3 separate regions of the Mus musculus genome follow, and all the other regions are linked to region 2. Evidence: chromatin contacts called from public Hi-C data. All regions are on one chromosome and are shown on one strand. Each heading gives the region's core, a stretch centred on a gene start, on an enhancer-like site or on the middle of the called end of the contact. The rest is flanking DNA. Distances are from core to core; before and after follow the strand shown.

Region 1 (3,596 bases), core at 797-3,296, 320 kb after region 2:
GGGGGTGGAAATCAGCAGACAGAACTCAAGGTTGGGTTGTGACAGTGGACTAGCCTGGACTGAAGGAAGAGTCATGACCTTAAAGGAAGTGAAGGGCACAGGGTACGGGTGAGTGAGTCCCAGGAGCAACAACCTCAGGGGATAGCCAGTTCTGACCCACAGAGTCCCTCTCTGGCTTGTGAGCTGAGAATGGTTTGATACTTTAAAACGATTGGAAAATAATCAGAAGGATTTTTTTTTGTGACATGTGGAAGATGTATAAAGGTCAAAGTTCAGGGCTCACAAGAGAAGTTTAGTGAAAGCCACTTGTGGGGGTAATCTTGTCAGTTGAGTAGATTTAGAATCACTTAGGAGACTCACCTCTCTGCACATGTGTGGGAGTCCAGAAAGGTTTAACTTCGAGGGAAGAGTCTCCTTGAATATGGACAGCACCATTTTATGGCCTGGGATGTGTGTCTCAAACTGAATAAAAAGAAGAAAATGAATTAGGCATCAGAATTTCTCTTCCTCTGTTTCCTGACCGTAGATGTGACATGACAGCCATCTCACACACACACCTCTCTCTCCACACCTTCCCTGTCAGGATGGACTGCACCTCTGTAAACCATGAGCTGGATAAATCTTCCTTCACTTACGTGCTGCTGGTGAGAGCTTGCGTGATACATGGTCAGAGCTGAGAGGGCTCCAAGAAAGGAAATGGGCTTCAAAGCCTGGAATGTCACCTGTCTGCCTCTTCTTCATTTGCTGTGGGGCAATCTCACCAGCTCAGTGGAAGGGCTTCTATAAAATGACTGGATAAAATTTAAGTTGTTGGGGTGAGCACCCATCCACTATGACTGAAGTTCTTATGCGATGAGAACACTTGGACATAGCAGAGGGAAGAGGCTCAGGAGGAAGCCTTACCCAACAGCCAAGAAAGGGACCTGGGGTAGATGTTACCTCACACAGAAGTCGACCCTGCTGAGACCTTCATCAGAACCCCCACCCTCCAGAACAGGAGATAACTTTGTGTTGTTTCAGCTGCCAGTTGTGACACTTCTTCCTAGCTGTAGTGGAGCAGTATACTCTCTGATGGTACTGAGTAAAATTATACCTGACACACTCACAGCATCACACCTGACACACTCACAGCATCACACCTGACACAGCATCTCACCGGACACACACAGCATTGCACCTGACACACTCACAGATCACACCTGACACACAGCATCACACCGGACACACAGCATCACACCTGATGCACACAGCATCACACCTGACACACTCACAGCATCACACCTGACACACTCACAGCATCACACCTGACACACTCACAGCATCACACCTGACACACTCACTCACAGCATCACACCTGACACACTCACAGCATCACACCTGACACACTCACAGCATCACACCTGACACACAGCATCACACCTGACACACTCACTCACAGCATCACACCTGACACACAGCATCACACCTGACACACTCAGAGCATCACACCTTACACACTCACAGCATCACACCTGACACACTCAAGCATCACACCTGACACACTCAACATCTTTCATCAGCTTAATCACAGGTGCAGAGGACACCATGTCATCTCAACGGAAGTGAAGGACCAGATCTGGTAAAGAATGGGAGAGGTTCCCATCATTTCAACTGCCAAGTCGAGACTGAGGTTTGCTGTAGAAGCTACGAGAGCCGGGCAGCATTCTCTCGCTTTGGAGACACGTGACTCTTCCACAGGAAGTGGGAAATCACCATAGGCCTGGCTCTAGATTCCTCTCTCTCTGTGACGGTTGCAGGGATCACCGAAGCTGTTGGGATTTATTTTCTCTCCAACAAGGGTGTTTCTTACATTTCTCTTTGCTGACTCAGATCTTCCCGCTTTTTGCCTCCACCCCCACTGTAACTTATTAGGTTCTTGTTAAACAAATAAAACACATGCCCGGATTGGGAATTAGAATTTTATGCAACTGTCAAAAATAGCTGCACTGGGAGCAGGGCAGTGACCACAGGAAGTGATTCACTGCCGCCGTCAGCTTCTCTTACCTACAACCCCAGAGAAACAGGAACCGTAAACACTATACTTAGGTGTCACGGAAGGTCACTGCTGCACCTGACCTTGTCAACTGTATCATCTGACAACCGTATAGGACAGAGGAGGAACTCATGGCCATCTAAGGCAAAGAGGCTTGCGGAGGGCCTGGCGCTGTGTCTCAGTGACTATTTCTACCAATGGCGACGTCAATGAAGATGTTTCTCTAATTGTCGTTAAGGCTGCTACATGTATAGACTCTGGGATTTGGTCTGGTTGACATAGATTTTAACTTTAGTTGGCATTCCTACTTTTCGTTTGTGGAGGTGCGAATGGGACCGGTGGTGGTGACAGCATGCATGATTCCACTGGTACCTCTGACCTGCCTCAGTCCATCCGAAAGGACTCTTCATCCTGGGCTAGCTCATTTTACTTGATCTTGGTTGTAGACTCTGTCTGTGTCAGTGCCCTGATGAGGGTGCTTACAGTGTTCTCTGGTGCTTCCCTGATAGGGGCTCATTCACGCTCTCTAGGTCCAGAGAGTCTTCAGTAGCCTTCTGTATTTGATGTTTGGGAAATGGAAGAAAGTTCAAAGGTCATGAACACTGACTCTGAACTTCTTGCCCTACCCCTAACTCCACTGAGACTCAAGACAGGGAAAGAGGACTTCACCTAAGGCATGAAAGTTAGATGATGTGACTCCTTCATGGTTGGTTGAAGTCCATGGATGCTTCTATGGCTCCTCTTAAATTTTCCTTTCTTATCCTTATCTTTAGTATAGAGTATATTGGTGACTCGTCTCGTTGCTGTGATAAAACATATCCAACAAAAGCAACGCAACAAAGGGTTTATTGTGGCTTGCAGTTTGAGGGTAAGGTCTATCATGGAAGTAGGGCTTTGAAGTATCTGGCCACCTTGCATCTACAATAAGGAAGCAGAGAGACCCAAAGGCCAACACCCAGACTGCTTCTCCTCTCTATTCAGCCTAGGGCCGAAGCAGTACTGCCCACAGTTAAGGGGAGCCTTTCCACCTCAGTTATATACATAATCTAGATTATCCTGCATAGGCTTGTCCGGAGGTTAGCCCAGTCTAGATAGTTCCTCACACACGTGGCCAGAGGCTGGCCTCCTGGGTAGCTCCTGTAAGTTGGCAGTCATAATTCACCATCGCGAAGAGCATCTGATGAGTCTGGCGAACCATGAAATGTTAAACGAAGAATATGAACTGAAAGATGATTTCAAAGAGCACCGTAGGAAGAATGTGGAACACGGGATCCAAAAATAAACAGTTTGGACGAGTGTGTTAATGCCTGCTCTTGTCAGGACACAGTGCCTGGCAAGAAGCAAGTTAAGGAAGAAGGTTTTGTTTGGGCTCAAGTTTTGAAGTGAGGCACAGCCGTGGTGGAGGAGGCATGGAGTGAGGATGTCACTATTGGCAGCTGGTCCCATTGCATCTGCATCCAGGATGCAGGGAGACCTGAATGATGGTTTTCACCTCTTCTCCCCTCCCCCCCTTCATTTCATCCCAGAGTCCAGTCCCTGAGACAGTGGCACCCACATTCACACT
Region 2 (3,592 bases), core at 1,023-3,522:
TCTTCAGTCAGGGTCTCTTCCACTCTGGCGCACAGGGCTCTCAGAGCAGAGGCTGGGCATTTTCCACACAGGATCCAGCTGTTCAGCCTCTGACACCGCGATTCGACATTGTCGTCTACAAAGTCCGTCTATGAAGTCCATCCTGAAGAATCATGAAACTGAGTTACAAAAATCCCCAACCAGCCAAACAAACAAACAAACAAAACAACGGGAAAAACCATCATGTTTTAAACAGTTTAGGATTTAATGTTGGGCTATAATCAAGTTGTACTCAGCTGCAGACTGGACATATCCATGCTGCTCCATGTGAGTGATAGGGTGTGTGTCTGTATGTGTATCTGTGTATGTGTGTGTCTGTGTCTGTATATGCGTGTCTCTGTGTGTGTATATATGTATGTGCGTGTGTATATGTATATGCATATGTGTGTCTGTGTGTGTGTATATATGTATGTGTGTGTCTGTATGTGTATCTGTGTGTCTGTATATGTGTGTCTCTGTGTGTGTATATATGTATATGTGTGTGTCTGTATATGTGTGTCTGTGTGTGTGTATATATGTATGTGTGTGTCTGTGTGTGTCTGTATATGTGTGTCTCTCTGTGTGTATATATGTATGTGTGTGTATATATATATATATATGTATGTGTGTGTCTGTGTGTGTATGTCAAAATAACATGGTACATGCTTTCCTTCACTCAAGCTGTTCTGCATCCCTTGGGAATGCCCGATGTGATGGTTTGAATATGCTTGGCCCAGGGAATGGCACTATTACTAAGTGTGTGGCCTTGTTGGAGTAGATGTGTCATTGTGAGGGTGAGCTTTGAGACCCTCATCTTAGTTGCCTGGAAGTGGTATTCTGTTTGCCTTCAGAACAAGAGGTAGAACTCTCAGCTCCTCGAGCCCTATGCCTGCCTGGATGCTGCTCTTCTCCCACCTTGATGATACTGGACTGAACCTCTGAACCCGTAAGCCAGCCCCAATTAAATGTTGTTCTTGTAAGAGTTGCCTTGGTCGTGGGGTCTGTTCACAGCGGTAAACCCTAACTACGACACCAGAGTTCCCTCATGGTTAGTGGGAAGGAGCCAGGTGTGGCGAGGAGAAGCAGGCAGCCTGCTGCACCTGTCAGGTGGGTCCCACCTCCTGCAGATCTGTCAGATCTGTTTTGTGGCTTCCGTGGCTCATGTCGGGACACAGAAACAGAGCATCTTTGCCAAAGACGCCGTCAGGCCACTGTCGTACTCACTGGTCTCCAGTGCCCCAATGTTCAGAAAGGGATTTAGGTGCCATGGCAACAGCGTGTGACCTTTAGGAGGTGGTTCTGCTGGGAGGGCTCCACCCTCGGTGATGGATTAATGCTCCCCAGGAAGTCTGTGGGTTATTTCAACAGTGGGCTGTCAGAACAGAGCTCCTTGGCTCACACCACTTCACCCTCCTGTACACTGTGGTGATCTGAACAAGACATGTCTCCCACAGGCTCATTGCCTGAACACTCAGTCCCCTGCAGGAGCCGCTGCCTGTGGAGATGATGGAACCTGGAGGAGAGGGAGCCTTCTGGAGGAAGTGTGTTACTGGGGCCAGGCTTCGATGGTTTATAGTCTCTCACCCCACTTCCTGTTCCCCTTTCTCTGTTTCCTTTGTATGGATGAAAAATGCAACCAGCTATCTTCCCGCTTGCTGACTGCCCTTCCCTGCCATGAGGATTCTGTCCTTCTGGAGCCATGAGCTAAAACAAGGCCTGCCTTCCTGAAGAGTTTTTGGCCACAGCCAAATACAGCAACAGAAGAATATTAAGTGTGCCTGCTGTTGGTCAGCTTTCGGCAGGATAACAAAGTTTCTCAAGCAATCAACTATAAAAGGCTTGTAGTTCATGTTGCTTGAGTCCTGTGGTTTGCAGGAAGTATCATGGTAGGTGTACATGGGAGGGATTGCATCCCTCAGGGCAGCTGGGAAGAGAGAGAGGTAAAATGAGCCAGGGTCCCCGTTCTCCTTTAAGACACACCCAGAGCCTTAACTTCTTATGCACCAGGAGCTTCCCAGTAGCATCATGTGGTAGGGACCAAGGCTTAATGGACAAGCCTTGGGGAAGGGCTGTGAGTTAGACACCATTACACGCAGTCTCTCTCCTTGGCACGCTATGAGAAGGCCTCCCTGAGGTCCCAGCACCTGTGCTGGACTTAAAGCCTCAAGGAACACAAACGTCAACGTCTGTGCCTGCACGAGCAGGTTTTGCTTTCTCAGAAAGTCTCACAGGCTTCCGTAACTCCTCCCGTTTGCTCTACACATTCAGGCCATTCTGGGAAGAAACCTCGTGTTGCTACACAGAAGACCAGGCAGGTAGACGGCTGCTTCACTTTCCTTTGGTTTCACCACTACACATGTCTGTCTTCTCATAGGAACTCCGGAGAGAGAGAGAGAGAGAGGATGAGGGACAGAGGGACTGAGAGAGCTGGCTCCTGTTTCACCTGTCCCACTTCACCCCCGCCCCCCATGCTTCCCAGTCTGAATGTTTACATTGTGCAACTGTGGCAGGGTCAGGGACTCGCTCAGCCAGCCCCCGGCCTGCGGTTGGAGAGAAGCAAAGTTGTAGATCTTGTTTGCTGTATTTGGTCAAAGGCCACACTTCAAATACCAGATCCTTCACTGGGGCTGAACTGTCGACCTGTGTTGGGTTTCTAATTTGCACTTTCTAGGGAGTCCATGGGGTTATGTGCAATGAGGGGATTAAACTGTTTCACTAGAATCTATTAGTTATGTATAATTACGGGCTCCATGGTGCCACACTGATGCATGTATATAACATATTCTGCTTATCTTGACCTCCATTACCACTCCCTCCTCCTCCTGACCCTCTCCTCTTCCCCACCCACTACGTTTCTGACTCTTCCTTGTTTGTTTTGGTGGCCCAGTGAGTTTTGTTAGGGTTGCTTGCCTACAGGAGCCTAGACGAGAGCTCATTCATCAGGCATGGGCCATGCAACTGAAGGAAACTTCTCCCTTCAGTGATGGGATACTTCTAGTTTTACTTTAAGAAAGTAACTGTTGTAAAATGATTCATGTCAGCTCACCTTAGAAAATATGGATTAATTAAAGGAAAAATATACTCAAGACTCCTAGCCACTCAAATGCACTGCTGATGGCTTGGGTAGGGAACCAACCTGCGTAGATGGTCTTATTATTTATTAGGGCACCTTGTCATGTTTGGTTTTTTATCCTATCATTATTTCAATACAACCTGCCTTTTCATTATATTAAAATTGTAGTGGAGTTAATGTTGACCTCCCATGGACGTGACACCTGGGCCAGAGCTGTCAGCCCTGGTTTACAGATCTGAAGCACAGTGGAGCAGACTTTCTGAGCCTGGGTTTCTGTCTGCGAAATGTACGCTTGATGCTTTTTACTTCTGTGTGTATTCTGCTCAGAAAATTAAATTAGCTACCTTTAAAAAAAAAAAAAAGCTAAAACCTGCTAATTTCTAACAAAAAATGTAGAGTATGCAGATCCAGTGACTACACATGTCCCACTGAGCCTCTTTCACACACACACACACACACACACACACACACACAAGAAACACACACATATAGACACACACA
Region 3 (3,300 bases), core at 368-2,867, 290 kb after region 2:
GGGAGTGAGCAGACTCCTGCTTCTCACCAGCTTCAGAGCCACCAAATGTCCTTGTTGCCACCAGGGCCCCTAAGGTCCCAACTGACCCCCAAGGAGGATTCCTATCGACTGTCTCAGAGCCCACATCACAGACCTGTCAGTTGAGTCCGGGCCCTGTCACTGCCTCCAGGGGCCTGTTGAAATGCGCAGACAAGCTTTGTGTAAAGAGTTCCTAAGCCTTGGGGTCCAGTGGTGTCACTTTACTCAGGAAAACGGGGAAGTGGAGGGCAGGAGGCTGGAGATAAATACTTGAGACACATACCTGGGATGCAGTGACTGGACCCTGAAGCACCAGGATCCAGGAAGCAGGGATGAGCTGATGCGTGGGATGTGAGATACAGTAATGCAAGGGGGGCTAACACTTTCCTCTCCTCCCCTTCCTCCTCTTCTGTCCTACCCTCTTTTCTTCCTCTTTCTTCCTCTCCCTTCCTTCTCTCTCTTCCCTTCCCTCCTTCCTCTGTCTTCCCTTCCCTCCTCTCTCTTCCCCTCCTTCCATCTTCTTTCCTTCTCTCCCTCCTCTCTCCTCTCCTCCTTCCTTCCTCTCTCCTTCTTTCACTCCTCTGTCCTCCCCTCCCTCCTCCCTCATTCCTTTACCCACTCTCTTCTCTTTTCCCTTCTTCCTTCCCTCTTTTCTGCCCTCCTCCCTCCCCCTTTCATTCCTCTCTTTCTCCCTTCCTCTCTGCCTCCCATTTTGGATTTTTTCAAGTTCCCTCTCCCTTACTTCCACCCTATCTGTTGACAAGGGCATTAGCAAGGCAGGGTTCAGGAAGTGTGCCTCTGGGGTACTCATTTGGAGCTTTAACACTTACTGGTTTATGACCTCTGTGCCTTCGGGGAGCAGGAAAGCACACTGCGAAACCCTCTCCCTTCCTTTTGGAACGTGTCTCTGTGACTTCATGACAGAATGTTCTGGCGGGCCGGGGTTGGATTTATGTTCCTTTCAACACCAGGCAGAAAGTATGAAGAATGGGCAGAAATATTCAGCTGTAATGAGTTAGTCTCCATCTTCCTCTTTCCCTCTGAATGCCATTGCTTACGTGTGCTTACGGAGAGGAAGACTGGCTCCTTCTCTGCAGTCATCTGCCCACAGCAATGGAGGTGTGGTGGGCTGAGCGGACAGACAGGTTTTCTGCGCTGATCTGAGAGTGGGTGGGGAATGCACATCTGTAGGCCCGGGAGTGACAGCAACTTGTTGCCACATTGAGTGAGAGACCATCCCAAGCACCGTGAGCTGTTTACTGTGCCCACCTCAGCCAGTAAACACCAGCTAAATGCTCCATCCTGGTCTCAGCTATTCATCTCCCAGAAACCACTGCAGGAGATGTTGGTGTGCTTGGACTTGATAGGTGCACAGTGCAGGCTACTCAAGAAAGCAAAAAGCAAAGCAAAGCAAAGCAAAGCAAAGCAAAACAAAACAAAATAAAACAAAACCAACAAAAAACTAAAAAACAAAAAGACAAACAAAACCCCCAGACCTCCCTTCCTATGGGCATGTGGCCTAATGAGGAAGGGTATGGAGGCAACTGGTCTGTACCAGACTCTGCCCAGGGCAGTCTTTGCCCCTCTCAGCTCACGACAGGTGATGTGCACTCCAGATTCCTGGCCTTTGCTTGGAGGCACTCTAAAGCCTCTGGATACTACCTAGCGGGGTTCCCTTGCTGTTTTGAGTATCCTGTAACATTCTAACTCAATGGACATCATATACTCGGCTGAATTAAGCATCCCTGTAACATGCTAACTCACTAGACATCATATATTCTGCTGGCTTGAGCACCCGTGTAACATGCTAACTCACTGGACATACACTCTCTCTGACTAGTTTCTGACTGTTGATATGACAGGTTATCACAGTTTTAGTGGACTGAAACAACACACATTTATTTCTTTATGGTTTTGGGATTTGAAGTTAAAAACTAAGCCTTGGGAGACCTAGCAAGGTGCGTTTCTGAATTATAGAAGAGAATGAGTTCCCTGTCTTTTCTGTATTCTGAAGGCTGCCTGCCCTCCTAGTTTGTGACATCTGATTCCTCTTTAAAATCCAGCCGTGTAACATATCTGGCTCTCTTAAGCACTCGATCATGCTGGGTTCACTTGGATCGACCAAAGTCCTTGCCTTATCTGCAGGTCAGTGACTGGCAAACGTGGTTGACCTTGGCCTTGGAATCTGGCACACAGGCTCACAAACTCTGAGTATGGGAGGTTAGATGCCCTTAGAGCCTCATGATGCTGCAGCCCCGCTGAGGGTGCATTATTGTCTGTGTCTGCCACACCTTAGCTTCCTGGCTCACCGTAGCCCAGGCTCATGGCTGACTGTCTCACACCTTCACTTCCTTCCTTGTTGGTCTTCTGGGATTGTCTCCCAAATTACCTGCTTGTGCTTTTGCCTCATGGTAGTTTATGCAGAAACCCAAACCCTGCCAAAAGGGAATCCTGCTTTGAGCCCCCAGTCAGTCCAGGGACACCGGTGTATCATCAGCACGTAGTCCATCCATCTATCAGCTCCTCCTACTTTTGCCACTGGTGGTGAGATGAAGGTAACTCCAGGTGAGCTGCTGGCCTTCCAGTGTCACTGGGAAAGAGCAGCTCCTTCCAGGCCTTATGATTGGACGATTGGAGGTCATGTGTTCTTTACAAGATGAAGGAAATCTGAAATGCCCCTTGTTCTATTGCCCTGTATGGTCCAGAATAACTTTACATGTGTTCTGCTAGGAACTCTTTCTGTACGGTCCTGTCTGTGTGTGCGTGTGTGTGAGTATGTGCATGTGCATGGCTGTGCATACCTAGCACAGGATGTCTGAGGGGTTCTTAAGGGACATCTAGGTAGGTGCACTGTGATCACCTCATAGGCTACAAAAACAAGCCCAGAGCCACCCGAAGGAAGAACTGCAGCTGAGCACAGGTTAGCTCTGCCAGAATCTGCCTTGCACCTCCTGATCCTGAGCATACACCCCTGATACGCCCACCCAGGTCTGATATGCCTCAGACTGGACAGGTTGGCAGTGTGGCTCCTCCTTGCTCTAATTAATCCATCGATACAATTGTGGGATGAACCTATTAGTGTGTGTGTGTGAGAGAGAGAGAGAGAGAGAGAGAGAGAGAGTGTGTGTGTGTGTGTGTGTGTGTGTGTGTGTGTGTCTGTGTGTGAGTGTGTGACTGTGTGTGAGTGTGTTCTTGCAGGATACATTAGGAGACATGGCATGTACTCAGGACAACCTGCCTCATGACAAGGCTGAGGTATCCCATTGCATGTGGAATCAAGAG

Evidence for each region. A called contact is a pair of places that touch in the nucleus more often than the background predicts.
Region 1: a contact with region 2 is called in a Hi-C map of bone marrow-derived macrophages, with 25 read pairs. The contact joins the enhancer-like site here to the promoter of 1600002D24Rik in region 2. A contact is called at or near these places in 7 of 15 datasets of contacts at CTCF or cohesin (the G1E-ER4 cell line, the NIH/3T3 cell line, embryonic stem cells and 3 more), 63 of 484 Hi-C or Micro-C datasets (CD4 T cells, CD8 T cells, the G1E-ER4 cell line and 28 more) and 14 of 115 datasets of contacts at active chromatin or transcription factors (the HPC-7 cell line, astrocytes, embryonic stem cells and 6 more).
Region 3: a Hi-C map of liver shows a contact between it and region 2, with 2.5 times the contacts expected there. The contact joins the enhancer-like site here to the promoter of 1600002D24Rik in region 2. A contact is called at or near these places in 3 of 484 Hi-C or Micro-C datasets (bone marrow-derived macrophages, liver and ventral hippocampal neurons) and 4 of 115 datasets of contacts at active chromatin or transcription factors (the HPC-7 cell line, embryonic stem cells and trophoblast stem cells).

What each region holds. Positions count from the first base shown.
Region 1 is chr16:95,610,666-95,614,261 of GRCm38.p6, reverse strand. No RefSeq gene overlaps it. Among named protein-coding and RNA genes, the nearest start is that of Gm31845, 56 kb to the left of the region's middle. Within about 2 kb of position 2,046, at least 23 of the 459 cell types and tissues checked have an H3K27ac peak or open chromatin away from gene starts, as enhancers often do. A contact at or near this core is called in the HL-1 cell line, bone marrow-derived macrophages, granulocyte-monocyte progenitors and 1 more, where this site is marked.
Region 2 is chr16:95,927,757-95,931,348 of GRCm38.p6, reverse strand. It overlaps 1600002D24Rik (RIKEN cDNA 1600002D24 gene), which reads left to right and starts at 2,272. Exons shown (of 4, transcript NR_040484.1): 1 at 2,272-2,333. Gm41508 (a long non-coding RNA gene) reads right to left here. Exons shown (of 3, transcript XR_876299.1): 2 at 1-142.
Region 3 is chr16:95,635,683-95,638,982 of GRCm38.p6, reverse strand. No RefSeq gene overlaps it. Among named protein-coding and RNA genes, the nearest start is that of Gm31845, 31 kb to the left of the region's middle. Within about 2 kb of position 1,617, at least 8 of the 459 cell types and tissues checked have an H3K27ac peak or open chromatin away from gene starts, as enhancers often do. A contact at or near this core is called in liver and trophoblast stem cells, where this site is marked.